Linked DNA regions of Pan troglodytes: region 2 is linked to region 1. A link is a contact called in public Hi-C data. All regions are on one chromosome and are shown on one strand. Each heading gives the region's core, a stretch centred on a gene start, on an enhancer-like site or on the middle of the called end of the contact. The rest is flanking DNA. Distances are from core to core; before and after follow the strand shown.

The links. Hi-C and Micro-C count contacts between places; a contact is called where the count stands out from the background.
Region 2: a Hi-C map of stem cell-derived neural progenitor cells shows a contact between it and region 1, with 10 times the contacts expected there. The contact joins the promoter of PEX2 here to the promoter of ZFHX4 in region 1. A contact is called at or near these places in 2 of 7 Hi-C or Micro-C datasets (blood and stem cell-derived neural progenitor cells), 1 of 1 datasets of contacts at active chromatin or transcription factors (stem cell-derived excitatory neurons) and 1 of 1 other capture datasets (stem cell-derived neural stem cells).

The regions. Positions count from the first base shown.
Region 1 is chr7:85,324,345-85,327,507 of NHGRI_mPanTro3-v2.0_pri, reverse strand. It overlaps ZFHX4 (zinc finger homeobox 4), which reads right to left and starts at 1,606. Exons shown (of 11, transcript XM_016959589.4): 1 at 1,208-1,606. All of the region lies in intron 3 of LOC748549, which reads left to right.
Region 2 is chr7:85,643,714-85,646,876 of NHGRI_mPanTro3-v2.0_pri, reverse strand. PEX2 (peroxisomal biogenesis factor 2) reads left to right here and starts at 1,433. Exons shown (of 5, transcript NM_001280222.1): 1 at 1,433-1,559; 2 at 2,332-2,474. It also overlaps LOC112204162.

The sequences.
Region 1 (3,163 bases), core at 357-2,856:
GAAGGCGCACTTGATGCTTGGAGAAGCGAAGGAGGTGAAGTTCATTTGTAGGCATGGAACCCTTTTAGGGGGGCCGAAGAATGAATCGGTTCTCACAGCCGAACACAGCCACTCAATACACACACACACACACGCACACGCACACGCACACACCCCTTGCCCTTTGCTAAAAAGGAAAAGATTCTTGACCCCAAGCCGCGGGCGTCTATCCGCTGGTCTAGCGCACACCCGGCGGCGTTCCGTTCGGAGCAAGCAGCCGCCGCCTCGCGGGTCCCTGGCCCAGAGGCCGGGCGATCCCGCCTCCTAACGGACCTGCCTTTCCTCCGCGGCGCCCGCGCCCGCGCCGCCGAGAGCAGCCCTCGGTAGTGCCCGCCGCGCCCGCTCCGGTGGGCGGGTGTCTACCTGCAGCCCCAGCCCCAGCGTTCACCCCAGCCTCTTGGAATCCCCTCCCCAGAGCTCACGAACCCCCGGGCCTCCGCCAGCCCCGCACACTAAGCGACCTTCGGGGAACTTGAGAAGGGGAAGAGGGGCGGGTGGTAAAAGGAGGAAGAAAAACGAGGCTGAATAAGGTGGGGTGGGGGGTGGAGGGTAAAGCAGGGAAAGAGCAGGGAGAGAGGGGCTCCCAGCCCCACCGACCAACGTCCAAACTTTCAGAGGATGAGTGCGGAGGACCAGTCATCCCGATCGGGGTGCAGGGGCGCGGGGCGAGCGGAGACCCCTGGCAGTGCCCGCGCCGCTGCGGAGCTGACAGCTTCCCCCAGCCACTAGAATGCCCCGGGCTCGCGGGGAAGGCAAAACCCGAAAAGACAGGGAAAAGGAGAGAAAACTGCCCGAGCAAACGTAGATGATCCTCCGCCACTTAATCCAAAAGTTAAATCCGGAAAAACGCAGCCCCCCTAAAGAAAGTGGAAAATCAGGTCCCTCAGTGCCCCCTCCTTCCCTCAGCGGAGCAAAACCTTGAGCCAAAAAAAAGGGGAAAGAGATAGAAAAGGGGGGCAGAGCGGAAGAGATGGTCGGGATGAGGGGATGTGTGCGAGAGCGAGCAGGAGCGAACGAGGTAGGGGTAGAGAGGAAGAGAGGCGGAGAGGGAGAGGGAGAGAGAGGGAGCGAAATATCAAAGATTGTGCAAGATCAGGCTGGAAAGATAATCGATACTCGACCTAAATTTAACACAAACTACTCAATAAAAGTTAAAGAAAAAACTTACTTTCCATTTCCCCTGCAGTTCCTACTCGATCTTCGCCTCTTTTTTGTTTTGCTTTTATTTTACTTACAGCTGATCACATCCAAGTAAAACGAGAGGGTTCATTAAAAAAAATAAAAATGAAATAAAAAATAATCCTCGAACTTTATTGGGTGAAAATAAAAACGCTGGAGCAGAAAGTGGGGGGCATGGAGCGGTCCTCGGGGGTCCGGGAGGAGTTAAAGCATGTGCCGACCGCGGTCTCGCTGTTTGGTTGTGAAGGGGTTGGGAAAAGGAGGAAAGGAAATGAAAATCCGATATGTCTTTATTCTGCTAATTATTATCGTTTTAGCCCTGTTTAAAAAAATGGCTGATTAAGTTGAGTGCGCATGTCTTTGTGTGTCTATTCCCGATATGCACTCTGGGAATGAGAGAGGAGAGCGAGGGAGAGGGAGAGGGAGAGGGGGGAGAGAGAGGTGTAATTAGTGAGGTGATCAACATTCCCCAGACTGCAAATGACGCGCAGCCCGGACTCAGAGCAGCTCCGGAGCCTCACGGCTTCCAAAGCTCCCAGCGCTGCGGCTGGAGCCCCGGATGCGGCGACCGCGGAGAGGACAGGGGATGGGGACCTCCGGGGCTCGCACCCTACGCGCCCCTGCGCGCGACTCCCAAACTTCATTAGACACACACACGCTCTTACACACAAACACAGACACACACAGAGCAAGAAGGGGAAAGAAATAAAACATAGATACCGCCAAAGCATGGCCCTTTAACCATTCGAGATTTTTTTTTTATTTTAATGAGGCAAAGTAATTATTATCGGACCAGAGATTTGTTTACTAGGGAGCTTTAAGCAGAAATATGTTAGGGTAATGAAGAGCTTTTCTCTGCCTAGTTTATTCTGCTGTGCACATGAACGCACTTTAATGGCGAAATGCGAGGGCCTGAGCAAATATGCAGATATATGTAAATAAAGGGTGCCTGGCTGTGTGCAAACACCGCTCAGCCCAGCCTATTTCAAAGGAGGAATTGCACTCTGGATCCTTAGGCACTCTATTTAAACACGTATCCTTCACTTGTATACGCAGGAGAGAAAACCCAGGGTATGGGAGATGGAAGCGGTTAGTCAAAGAAAACTTCCAAATGAGAATAAGTGACGGTTGCAAGAATGATGGGGGGGTGGGGTACAGTTCTAGCCTTTATGTAATATTCTTGAATATTTTATCAGAATTGCATAAGTTCAATGTAATAACTTTAAGAAGACTTAGAAAAGAAAAACCTTTCATCTTTTGAGTCTGTTGAGTTATCTTTCTTGAAGCACATTATGATGAATTTTAAAACCCCACTACAGATCTCATTAGAATGAAATATACTTGGTATTTTCTGGTGCAAAATTTAAGGTGGCTGATTCTCATTTGAAAATCTAATTATCTCTTTCCAATATTACAGATGTGAATATGAGTGACACTTTCATTAAAAGATAATTAACTAAAACTAGGAATAGACATACTTTTAAATACCCCCTACTGAATTTGGAATATATATATGGAATATATATATATATATATATGCATTGCTACTCAGCATCTTGATGCACTTCGCACTACTATACTACAGGTCACAGGTAGACACCATCTATGTAATATTTCAAAAATAGGAATTCTAAAGAGAAAGTAAGAATAACAAATCAAATGAACTAAAAACAGGAAATACTTGCAATGTCCAGCTTCCTGGATAGGTGATGTGTCAGCTGCCTTTGAGTTGACAGGCCTTTGAAGTTCTGGATCGCCAGGATCTGCTTCAAAACCTTGTCTTAGGCCTTAAGCACCAAATCTACCAAATACCAACAGAAAGCTTTATCGCACAAGTATTTGGAACAACAGAGACTGCAAAAATGCATCTTTGCAGGCCAAAAACCTTGCATTATCAGGGAACGTTTGGAAAATCCTAGGACTGATGCAAATGGATTAAAAACCA
Region 2 (3,163 bases), core at 184-2,683, 320 kb before region 1:
TGCTATTATAAAATGTTTTCATCTTTTCTATGTAAAGGTTAAAAAAACAATTTTAATTTTTCTTCTTTAACTTCTCATAGTTAATGAACAAATTAACTTTGATTTTTTTCCTAATATTTTTTAAGTCCACAGCCAAGTTCTAATAAAGACTCTTAACATGTCACTAGAAATATATAAATTCTAGGTTTAAAATAACTCATGTTTTGCATTTACAGAGGTAAACATTTACTAAGAAGAAAATATTCTGTCTTGGTTATTATTTACTTATTCACTGCCTCTGAATTGATATGAATTAGCTCTGAGAGAGTAAGAGCCGTGTCTGTTTTCTGTCTTCACATTTTTAACAACACTACCTAGCAAAACTCCCGGGCCTCAGAAAGCTTTTGTTAAATAAATGAATGAAAAATAAATATATCCTTAAAAAACTGGAAACAAAGCTTCCCTGGAACCTTAGCTCACCAGCTCATGGGAAAATTAAGAAGGTATACCGTATCTACAGGTTAAACATTAAAATCTAGAACTTATTTTTACAAATTTCAACAGAATTTTAACTGTTGCATGTTTCCCCGCATTCTTAATGAGATTCATTAAATATGATTCAAGTTTGATATCTTTATTATTTTCATTTGCTACTGTGTGATGTTCACATGACATACATAAGGCTCTATGAACCAGAATTTGCTTTCTGAAAATGTCCTCTATGTCAATCAAGTCTTTGTGTGTATTTTCCCCCGTCCTTCTCAAAAATTAAGTGAAGCACAGCACATCTGTAGGCTACCTGAGAGGTGCAGCGTGGTTGGTTTTCTTCACAGTTGCTAAACGGAAGGCCTACTCTTCTTCAGTGAGATTTTTTTTACTCTCTAGAACAGCAGTATCCATAGAAATATAATGGAAGCCACGTAATTTAAAATTTTCCAAAACACTCTCATTTTGACATGTAAGCAATATAAAATTAATGAAATACTTTACATTCTTTTTCTTTTCAGACCAAGCTTTTTTTTTCTTTTCAGACCACGCTTTAGAAATCTGGTGCATGTTCTACACTTAGAGCAGACCTCAGTTCAGACTAGCCACTTTTCAAGTGGCCAGTGACTACTACACTGGACAGTTGCAGCTCTAGAAAATCCACTCCCAAACCCCTAAGTGAACTACATACCCTATCAATTTGTAGCTTCTACTCTATCTCATTTGTACCATTGTTTCACAATTTGGATAGCATTAGAGTTAATAAATTTTATTTTAGCAACTCTGCTCCATGGGTAGTTCCGGAAATAAAAATACAAGCACAAAAAAAAACAACTTTCCTAATAACACTGGTTCTACAGTATAAGCTCTCCCTCGAACGTCTAATAGAGCTTTCGTAGAAGTGAGTGTTCCTTGTAGGAACGGTGAGTCGAGACTGGAGGTAAGAACTAAGACGTTCTTAAACCCTACTACGTGCTGGAATCCTGAAGTGCCTGCCATCATTCAAACTTCAGCACTCTCTAGACAGACACTGCCATTCATACCACAGAACGAGAAGGCAGTGGCGATCCTCAACGGCTACATGTCACTGCCTGGTGAGCACTCTTCCCTCAGACCCCATTCCCAGAAGCTCTGCCTCGATTCCCCAAGGGTAGGCGAGCTGGCTGCCCGAATTCCTAAGCGTTACCGGGGAGATGTGAGGGCCTCCGGGGGCGGGAAACCTCAGGCCAGGCGCGCGCTGGCCCGAAGGCGAGCGCGCGTCCGGTCCGCTCTACGGGGTCTCTCGGGAGCGCTTTGCAGGGCGGATGACTGACGGGCCAGCTACCTGCCTTCCTGAGCCTGCAGAGATAAACAGCCTATCCTCCCCGTGCACACAGGCCCCGAAGGCGGGCAGGTCTCCAAGTGCAGCACAACTGTCCCAGGCCCGACGCAGCTACCTGCCCGAGGGCTCCCTCCCCACCAGGCCATCCCTCAGCCGGTCCTCCTCCGACAGCCAACAAGGAACCCTGGAGGCGCGGAGGCGTCTCGCCGCCACCCGGCGGCGCCTGCCAGAGGCCCTTCGCGATGTCCGCAAGCAGAGAAAGCCCTGCCCTCCCAAGCCCCGGCTTCCCTTACGCCCCTTGACACTTGTGTCCTCACTTGCGGCCCCTGACCCGGGGCTGACCGGTTCGTGACTCTCCTGCCAATCAGAGACAGATTTCATCCGGCCAACCGGCCAATCACCGCGCGCGGGTGTCCGCTTCGGCTTGTCGGCCCTTCGGCTCTTCGGCTTGTCGGCGTTCGCGGTTGTTTGGCCATCCAGGGCCTTCCGCAGCGCCGCTAAAGCGCAGTTCTCGTTGGTGTAACGTTTTCTTTTTTTTTTTTCAGCCACTTCCGGCTCCTGCGTCTCTCCGGAAGCCTGCGAGTTCCGGAAGCCTTGGTAATCCAGATTCGGCTAGGAAAAGACAAGCTTTCCAGAGAATGTTTCAGAGAAAGTTACGTGGAGCGTGGGCGTTTCGCAGACTCCTAAGGTCAGTGTCTGCCCTAGAGAGCCGGAGTGCAAACCCGAGGTCTTGTTTTCAGCTGGGAGGTCGTGGAGTTTCACGACCTTGTAATTGTCGCCGTTTGCTTTTTTTTCCCTGTTTATTGGTTTCCTGTCTCCCTGGAAAAGGCAAATCAAAGCTGCTGAATTTTGGGAAAGGCAGTGAAGCAAACCTAAACTCCTAAAGATGTTTTTAGGATCGCGGCATTAAAAATAAACACACACACAGCTGCAGTTGAGCCCCTCTGCATTCCACGTAGTAACTTAAGAGACGAACTTCTAAATCTTTTTCTCTCATTTGGCGGTCGTGAAGATATTTACCTCTTATAAACGGCTTTATAAAGAATTGAGGATCCAAGCTTTACTTAATATCTGAAAGTTCATGTAAAGTGTTATATGTAGTACAAAAAATTTGAGTGCTTAGTTTTCTAACACTGTTGAAAGCGCACGTAAATGCAGTTTGGTTTTCTTATGGAGGAAGAGATAATGAAAAGTTTCTGATAAAATTGCTTGCGATAAATTAGTTATATTTCACGTTGACTTTTGATAAGAAATCTGAATGTGAGAATTGTTAACATTTTTTTCCTGGGTTCTTAAATTAAAAATCGTTGTTTGTTTATTTATTGAGGTACCATTTTCCAAATTTCCCACGTTTAGTGAAAGGGCTTTTGGCAAAAT